Regions from separate parts of the Mus musculus genome. Here region 2 is linked to region 1. A link is a contact called in public promoter capture Hi-C data. All regions are on one chromosome and are shown on one strand. Each heading gives the region's core, a stretch centred on a gene start, on an enhancer-like site or on the middle of the called end of the contact. The rest is flanking DNA. Distances are from core to core; before and after follow the strand shown.

The links. Promoter capture Hi-C pulls out the DNA fragments that hold promoters and counts their contacts.
Region 2: a contact with region 1 is called in a promoter capture Hi-C map of cranial neural crest. The contact joins the promoter of Gdf7 here to the promoter of Sf3b6 in region 1.

What each region holds. Positions count from the first base shown.
Region 1 is chr12:4,814,976-4,819,555 of GRCm38.p6, reverse strand. It overlaps Sf3b6 (splicing factor 3B, subunit 6), which reads right to left and starts at 1,948. Exons shown (of 4, transcript NM_025323.2): 1 at 1,737-1,948. The coding sequence starts at 1,766. It also overlaps the pseudogene Gm20348.
Region 2 is chr12:8,299,961-8,304,540 of GRCm38.p6, reverse strand. Gdf7 (growth differentiation factor 7) reads left to right here and starts at 2,587. Exons shown (of 2, transcript NM_001312876.1): 1 at 2,587-2,974. The coding sequence starts at 2,608. It also overlaps a transcript of Ldah not described here.

The DNA of each region.
Region 1 (4,580 bases), core at 699-3,198:
CACACGTCCCTCTTTGCTACTACAGTCAATTACATACCAGACAAAACATTTTCTTTCTTTCTTTCTTTTTTTTTTTTTTTGGTTTTATGAGGCAGGGTGTCTCTGTGTAGCCCTGGCTGTTCTGGAACTCACTCTGTAGACCAGGCTGGCCTCGAACTCAGAAATCCGCCTGCCTTTGCCTCCCGAGTGCTGGGATAAAAGACATGCGCCGCCACCACCATGCCCAGCTCAGACAAAACATTTTCAGTAATCACTTATTAAACCAACACGGCTTTTGGTATGAAGCTAAGCATTATATGAATGAAAGGATAAGATATTTGCCCTCAGGCTGGTGAGCTGGCCCTCGCCAGCAAGCCTGGTGAGCTGTCAATCCCTGGAATCCACATGGAGAGAACCGACTCCCACAAATTGTCGTCTGGCCTCTACATGTGCACATACAATAATAAACAAACATGAAAGTAAAAACGCTTATCCCTACCTTCAAATGAGTAGTGGTGATAATTAGACAGACTATAAAAGTTTAAGATTTCCAGGTCAAGTTTGATAATCAACAACTGCCACACAAATATATTTCTCCAGTAAATCTGCTTTTTCACTGTGTAAAACACTGTGTATGTCTCTCTCTTCTCTCCTAAAACTTCACCATCATCATCCCCTGTAAAATTTGAAAAGGCTCTATACTCTTCTCAGCCAACATAGGATATGACCCGGGGCTCCACACTTCTTGAAGAAAACAGATATGATCAAATGGTAACTATATATTCCTATTGTAAACTTTATCCATCTATGTCCATCCAACCATTTTTTTCTTCTATTGGTGTACCAACCACTCCCCTCTTTACTTATTTTTGGTTGTCATGGTTTGAGGTGCTGGGAGTCAAATCCAGACTCACGCCCACTAGGCAATCACTGAGCCACATTCCAGTTTTACTCTGGAATCTTACATATCAGGTCTCTACCATTATGTTGGCTCACTCTCGTTGGTCTATAAAAAGCACTGTAGGTATCTTTAAAACAATTCAATTTCTCTATTAATAAGAAAAATCATAGAATCAGCTCTACAGTTTTGTCCTAACTCCTACCATCTTTTTATTTTACAGGAACTAAGTTTTCATTCACTGAAATGATTCACATAATCGCGGTTGCCCAAAATCTTCATCAGGATATCCAATGGTCAATTATGTGTCTTTGTTTTGGTGTGATTCTAAGTTTTAACCACTTCTTAATTTCCTGAAAGATGTTTTTTTTTTTCCTTAAAGGTTTTGGTAACACTCACTGACAACAGTAGAACATAAGCCCGACTAGTCCTTTACACAGTAGTGTTGAATAAACCCAACTGATGAATTGCTTCCCGTTTGTAAGACAAGAGACAAAGCAGGTGCTTACATAATATTAATAGAGGATTCCCAAAGTTCTACATTCGAGAAAAATCCCAGGCTCCAGCTGGCAAGGAACCAAATAGTTACTCCGTATGTCTTTTTGGACTCAGAAGAGCCTAACGCCTGGTCCTAGGCGTTACGAGGTCACTGATGCCAGGGGGCTCTCAATAGGGGTGGGGCGAAAAGTCGCTCAAAGAACACACCCCTGAGGACGAGCCCAGGACAGAACCTCCTTTGACAGAACTGATAACAAGCTTCCCCAACTATGGGCGGAGGGACAAAAAACGCTCCCCAGGCACGCAGCAACAGTCAAGCAACAACATCGCTTCCCTGTCACGCAGAAAGCGGGGTACTCACATTCGCCCTCTTAGCCGCTTGCATCGCCATCTTGGCGGGCTGATGTAGGTTACCGTAAGATCCCTCTGGATATTTCTAAACCTGATCGCCTTCGTGGGCGACACGGCGTCAGATACAGAGTATTTACAGCCAGGTAGCGCCGGAAGCTTTTACAGCAATGCCGGAAAGTCCGCGTCTCAAATTAGGACGCGTTTACTTCCTAGAAAAGATGCTCCAAGTCACACTACAGAGAACGCATTCTCAAGCCGGAAAGCGAACTAGCAAGCTCCAGAACGCTTCCGGATTGCGGACCGGAAGGGGCGGGGCGAATGCCAAGGGAAGGGAGGTGTTCCGCTTGAGGGGGTGTGGCTTAAGGAGCGAGGGGCGGGGTCCATGAGAGAGATCAGACCCAGAGCCTGCGATTTAGCGCGCCCAGGTCTCGGAGAGGAACCCGGCTCGCCAGCGCTTCCAACAGAGGTCCCAATCTGAACTTTGCTCGGAAGGCCGATCCCGGGGCCCTGGGCCTCAGGTCGCGCTTCACCTGACCGTCGAACTCCCTCACCCGGTTCCCGCGGCCCCTGTCCACGCAAACAGAGCACACAACCCGTCACATGCATCTTTTTATTTCCTTAGACCAGCTTTACAGGACATGGGAAGAGAGGCCACTTCCGAGTTTGCTCGGAGGTCCTCCTTCACTAGGGCAGCTCCAAGACGATTTTGCCCGCGCTCCTGTTAGCCCCCACATATTAGCCACTTGAATATAAGTTGCCGGGTAGACTCTATCAAGAACCAGCAGCAGACGTTGGGGGCTGTTTGCAGAGAAAGGCAGAATCTGCTCCGTGGAGGTTTTCACCGGCGTTTGTACTAAGGAAAAGATTATCAGCCTGAAGAAAGGCCTTAACCCTGTTATTCTCCATCCTGCCTAGCCCTAATGTTTTGAGTATCTAAAACAGCACACCCTTTCACTTCCCATCAGGAAAGAGCATGCTTTCAAATGTGCACCCTCATTCTGTACCAGGTAAGACTGAAGGCTGCAGTAAAATACTAGTGCAAGTGACAGACTTACATAGCTTAACACAAAAGGAATGCTGAAGCCTTATCGCTGCGAAACTGATGGGATATACTCCCAAAGCTGGCTCCTTCTATGATGCTACAGAGGATTTTAGGAACATAAACCTGTCGAAGGTCCAAGCTTACATAGGCTTTTTTGGTATACTGAGAAGAGGTCTACCCTGAAAACAAAGCCGTGGGCCTATGTGAAGACTTAATACTGTGGCCATGTTTTTGCTCATTCTGATAGAAACATATAAATATGAAGTATAGAAATACGTGGGAGGGTTTAGAGAATTAATTATCTGAACACAGTTACCAATTGGTACACAAGGTAGCAGACTTATTTATAGGCTCCCTAAAGCAAGCTGTTTGTACAAAGGCAGTTTTCTGGGTGACAATCCTACTTTCTTTCACTTACCACCCACCTCATTATCCCTAGATCGAGCAAACTAGTGATCCGACTACCTCATTTAAAAAGTAGTTTTAAAGGCTGGGCGTGGTGGCGCACGCCTTTAATCCCAGCACTCTGGAGGCAGAGGCAGGCAGATTTCTGAGTTCAAGGCCAGCCTGGTCTACAAAGTGAGTTCCAGGATAACCAGGGCTATACCGAGAAACTCTGTCTCAAAAAACAAACAAACAAAAAAACCCAAACAAACAAAGAAGTAGTTTTAAAAACAGGGCCCACTAAAACTAACAACAGCTCCTACTATTAAGCCACAGAGAGCCCAGCAACCATCAAGAGCTGGGCAGTTGACATTCTTCTCCTAATAGGATCAGCACCTTCCAAAGGAGAGAGATTGGTAGTCATGTTAAACGCAAGCATTGGTACTCATAAGGTTTCAAGGTATATCTCTGGACATGTGAGTAAAGATAAACATAGGTGTGGCTGTGCGTGCCTATAACCCCAGCACGTGGAGTTTGAAGCAGGGAAAGCTCGAGCTTAAGGCTAGCCTGGGCTACCTATTGAGGCCTTGCCTGAAAATAACAAATCACTACAAGCGCAGGAGGCAAGTACGGTTGGACCTGAAGCACTGGCCATAGAAAGACTGTAGTGAGTGGAATTATAATAGCATGTGTTACATCGTGCATAGAAAGACTGTAGTGAGTGGAATTATAATAGCATGTGTTACATCGTGCATAGAAAGACTGTAGTGAGTGGAATTATAATAGCATGTGTTACATCGTGCATAGAAAGACTGTAGTGAGTGGAATTATAATAGCATGTGTTACATCGTGCATAGAAAGACTGTAGTGAGTGGAATTATAATAGCATGTGTTACTTTGTGCATCTCCTACCTGAGTCCCTGTTCCCCACCTTATCACAGAGGTGGGAATAACTACACCAACACCTGGTATTTTGTCTCATCCCCCCCCCCCCCAATAAATCCATTCCCACGGCAGCCAGGCATGGGTAAGAGTGGAAAAGAGGAAGTCCTGTTCCAGACCCAGAGCAGACTGATCGTCCACATCTAACTTAGCGGGTCTGTGTAGTGAAAACTTTGGTCTCTTTGACAATCACAGACATATTATGGGAATATGTTTTCATTTTCATCCAGGTGAGGCCTATGGGCTGCTTTAGATTGTCCACAGCCGCTGACTAGGACTGGCCTTGTGCTCCTGCGGGGGTGGGATTTGTCAGCTGCAGGCAGTTTCTGAGACCACATGATGTTTAGAATTCTGGGGACTCCTCCTTCAAAGGGAAATGTAAATGCTAGGGCCCTGAGAGGCAGGTGAGTTGTTGGTTTATCATGGCTTAAGTAGTTGTGCACAAAGAAGAAACAAGAGGAAATTAGGTATCCTGAATGGGAAGAT
Region 2 (4,580 bases), core at 1,338-3,837, 3.5 Mb before region 1:
AGAACAGCTGGCATGGGCACGTAAGGCAATGGGCTGGTGACAAGTGGCTAGTGTCACTTAAGCAGGAGGAAGAGGGAAGGGGCCAGGCAGGCCTCCAACACCCCCATGCCTTCCTTTTTTTTAGGGCTCTGCTTCAATGTGGTCTCTGCTGACAGAAAAAAACCTCTCCCATCAAGGTACTCAGAACGTCCTTGATGGTCTGCCAGGCATTTGTGTATTACTGGCTGTTGTTTCTTCTGCACACCCTGGCTCTCCACAAGTTTGCCTTGAGTATTGATGGATTCGCAACACCCGGAAGAGTGCCTAGCAATAAGAAGTTGCTACAAGAAGAGATGAGTGGAGATGGATGGGTGGATGGATGGGTCTGGACCGAGAAGTACAAATGACGAGAGTACAGCATGTCTTACACGCAGCCACAGCCGGCAGGTTGGGCTGAGCCCCCCTCCCCCTTCTATTTTCCTCTAACAGCAGCTTCCAGTGAGCTCATAAAACCTACTTCTCTTCTGAACTCTGTTAATGCTCAGAACATCTTGTGGGATGGGAACAAGTGACTGAACCACCTCTGCTCCAAGCTGCATCTAAGCCACACATCATGGACCAGGAAGTTTAGTCTCAAACAGAAGCTATGTGGCTTCCTTGACTCCACTTCAGGAAGGATCACTAACCTGTCCTAATGTCCAGCTCCAAGGTGGCCTAAGGGAAGGGGTGTCATGTAATCAAGAAACATTATCATCCACTGGGCCAACATAGTGCCAGATCCCTTCTGCTCTTCCCTTTATACAGTCGGAGAAACGGAAACCAAGACAAGTGGAGGGGACTCGGAAGGGCCAGGACTGTTAGTGGCCAAAGCCAGGGCTGGAACCAGGGTGGTGACAGGCCAGGGCTCTCTGTTTTCTAAACAAAGAATTGATTTGTGAAAAACTCAAAGTCTGGACATGAGTGGCGTCTGTGGAAAGAAGGCCACCAGAACCCAGTGTCCCTCTGAGCAAAGAGACCCCTGGCTGGCCACTGTAGGCAGGGGTGGATGGGTGGGCAGGGAGTTACGCCAGGAAGTCTCCACCCTACTAGAGCCACTTCCTCCAGGCACCCAAAGAAAGAAAGAAACCCATAATTATGGCTTTTGCATCCGCTCCCCAACCTGGCCACCAAAGGTAGGTTGTCATCCCAGATGCCCACCATCTGGCAACAGCAGGAAGGCCCTGAGTAGGGAGGCCAGCAGCACAGACCGTGGTCCAGGTGCACGCGTGCCTGCTATCCAGAGGGCGAGGTGGGAGTATAAGACTCCAACGCGGGAGCCTGGGCTATGTAGTTTATTAGGAAGAGGCTTTTAGATAGCACCTTGACCTGACTCACGGACCGGGCGTGGATTCTGAGTTTGGTATCCAGAACAATGCTAAAGTAATGGATTTGGGGTCCAGGCTTTTAAATCCCTTGGACAGTTGGTCTATTTTCTGGACATTCTTGCTCTGGGGTTTGTCTGAACTAAATCGACACACATGCTGGCGCCTTCCCCCCTCAGAGCAGGAGTGGGGAGGAAGTTAGCCAAACAAAAGTCCCAGCGTCTGTATGCTCAAGAGTCGCCCAGGCATAGACCAGAGGTGGCCCTTTCCACCCATGCTCATAGAGTGCTATAACCATGCTGGCATCCGAGCGCTATTCCATGGCTTTGCAACGCAGCCTCTGGGCTTGTGGTTGCACTCTTGCCTTTTGCTCTGAAGACCTTGAAGAAATGTGGTCACCTGCCCCACTCTCCCCTTTCCCCGGGCAAATTACTTTGCACATTCAAACCCTGAGACCTAATTTGAGTAGGATTCCGCTGGTCCCCGCCTTCCTAATTCATTAAACCCTTTAAGATTTCAGCTCCTGCTTTGGCTCAAGATGCCCACCCAAAGCTTTTCCGGTCCGTGCCCATCTGTACCCTCCAGCCACTCATCCTTCATCACAGATCCTCTCCCTTTCTCTGGCCTCCCACTGTTATCTTCAGAGGGCTGTGGACGGGAGAGGGTGGCATCCAAATGTGTATCGTAAGCATCCCTAGGAACTCCCTAATGAGCATCCATCAAGGGGGCGTACGGCGAGAAAGCTGGATGGGAGGGGCCCAGTCTTGACTTGGCCCGGGTCTGGCATCCCTAGCACTCACAAGATCACGCGGAGGGCGGTGTTTCTCCATGGAGGAGTCGGGAGGAAGCTGGGCGGGTACGCGAGACGCCCCATCTTCCAGCCAAGGAGTGCGCTGAGGTCTTGGGGCGGAGGGGGGTGGGGGCTCGTAGTACCTTCGGGAGGGGAGGCGGGGCACCGCGTTGTGGCAGGAGCCTCGGGCGGATGGCCTTCTCTTGGCAAGGACAAGGACCAGGCACTACAGCAAGGGGAGGCGACTTCTACCCTGCACTGCGCGATAGGCCTGAGTTGGGGGGCTCAGCGCTGCGGGTTGAACGTTCAGCAGGGGGCGCTGCTCCGAGCGCTGGGCGGGGGTGGGGTGGGAGAGGAGGGGGGCAGCGGCTTGCTGCGCACACTTCCCCCATTATTAAACACTATGTTCAAAAGGCGTCGGGGGACTTCCCGGAGCCACGGAGCCCGTGTCGCGCGGCCGGCCGGCCCAAGGAGCCCATGGACCTGAGCGCTGCCGCCGCGCTGTGTCTCTGGCTGCTGAGCGCTTGCCGTCCCCGCGACGGGCTAGAAGCTGCCGCGGTGCTCCGAGCGGCGGGGGCTGGACCAGCCTGGAGCCCCGGGGGCGGCGGCGGCGGGCGGACCCTCGCCCGGGCTCCAGGCCCTTCAGCTCTCCAGGCCGCTGCGGTTCCGGGTCCCCGAGCTGTGCGCCGCGCTGCGGGTTCTGGCTTCAGGAACGGCTCGGTGGTGCCACACCACTTCATGATGTCGCTTTACAGGAGCCTGGCGGGGAGGGCTCCGGTCGCGGCAGCTTCAGGGCACGGGCGTGTGGACACAATCACCGGCTTCACAGACCAAGCAACTCAAGGTACTTTACGCGTCTTCTGCGCACCAGCCCATCCCGTCTACTCTTGACTGGAGACGAGCCGGGGGAGGCAAGCCTCTGCCCGATTCGATCCTGAACTATGATCCCTATAGTTATCCTCAGGTGCTGGAGAGAAAAAGTTGTCTTCGAAGTCATTGTTCACGAACCCCTAAGCCAGTCAAGGCTTGGTCTCCGAGGGCTAAGGGAGTGGGAGCCGCTCTTCAGAACAGGCTGGCAGGTTCCCCTCAAGCCAAGCGGAGCTCAAGATCCGCTTCTTTGGGGGAAGGGTCTAGTGTAGCCTTGGGCCTGGAGCCCTGGGAGAAGAAAGAAGGGCAGGAGTTGTGGCCTTTGAGTTCCCGCCAAGAGGGACGAGAGCAGTGATGGTAGTGCCTTGTGTTCAGCGGGGGACTGGGGACTATACACAAATTGAAGCTCAGGGGAATTCAGGGTAGAGCAGCTGGTATCCAATTAAAGTCATGGCCTCTCGGTATCAGAAGGACCCCTCTCAGGCAGGCCGTTTCGGGTGGATGGTGGCTTGTGTATGGGAAGAGAGTTTGGGTGCCTGCCTTCCTTCTGTGACAGTAGGCCCCAGCAGCCAGAGTCCAGGGCCTCGGCTTGTGTGGGGAGAAAAGGGATGGTTGGAGCTCAAACATCACATTTTACCCTGTGTAGGGCCCTCCAAAGGTAGGATGTGGGTGGGGTTGTGGGGTGGTTGTAGTATGTGTGTGTCATCTGGCTTTTATTAATCTCCATTGAAGTCATTAAAGCAGACAGATAGGGAAAATTTAACTAATTTCAGGCGGAAATGCAAGTAATTTTGGCTTCAATTCTGCCCAGCCAAAGATCTAGCTTGGAAATCAGGAGGGAAAGGAAGGCAAGTAGGGCTGAAAAGTGAGGCTAGGCAGCCTTTGGCAGTCTGCAGGCCTTTGATACCAGCGTGGGAAAACAGGCTGTGGCTACCACGCATCAGCCATCTCAGAAACACACTCAGTGCGCAGCATGTACGCACAGACAGCTTTGTTTCCATACATAGAACTCTCTGGCCCTGACGGTCCTATGGGGGCACTTAGGACCAGCATCTATTTTCCAAGGGTCTGTCATGGCACGCCACACTGACTGGTGGGATCCTTACAGGAAACTCCAATCCCAGTGTGCAGCAGAATCAGGAAAAACTCCTAACCTGTCCCTGCATAGGACGCTCTCAAGCTGCCAACAGTGAGAGGGGCCTAAAGTAACAGAAGCATCCGACTTTGTTAGGGCTGGCTAAGTGTACAAGGTTATAAAACCAGCTAATTCCTTCCGGCGTAGCTCTGCTCCACCAGCAAGACCCAGAGGCGGGCCACCTTTTCTCCCTCCCTCCCTGGGGAGGTAGCAAGGCCGAGGAAGCGGGGTGAGGCGGAGGCTGCAGAGAAGGGTCTTTGAGAGGAAAAGCAGGGACGGGGAATATGGCCCAGGGCCTCTGTCTAGCTTGCTCCCACCAGCTTCAGTTTAGAACAGAGCTGTGGAGGCAGAACAGTACACCCAGACTGTAGACTTAGAACACCAGGGCCTGGCTCCATGGTTGAGAACAAATCCCCAAAGGTGGGGGGAGTTTGCATGGTCTCTCCGA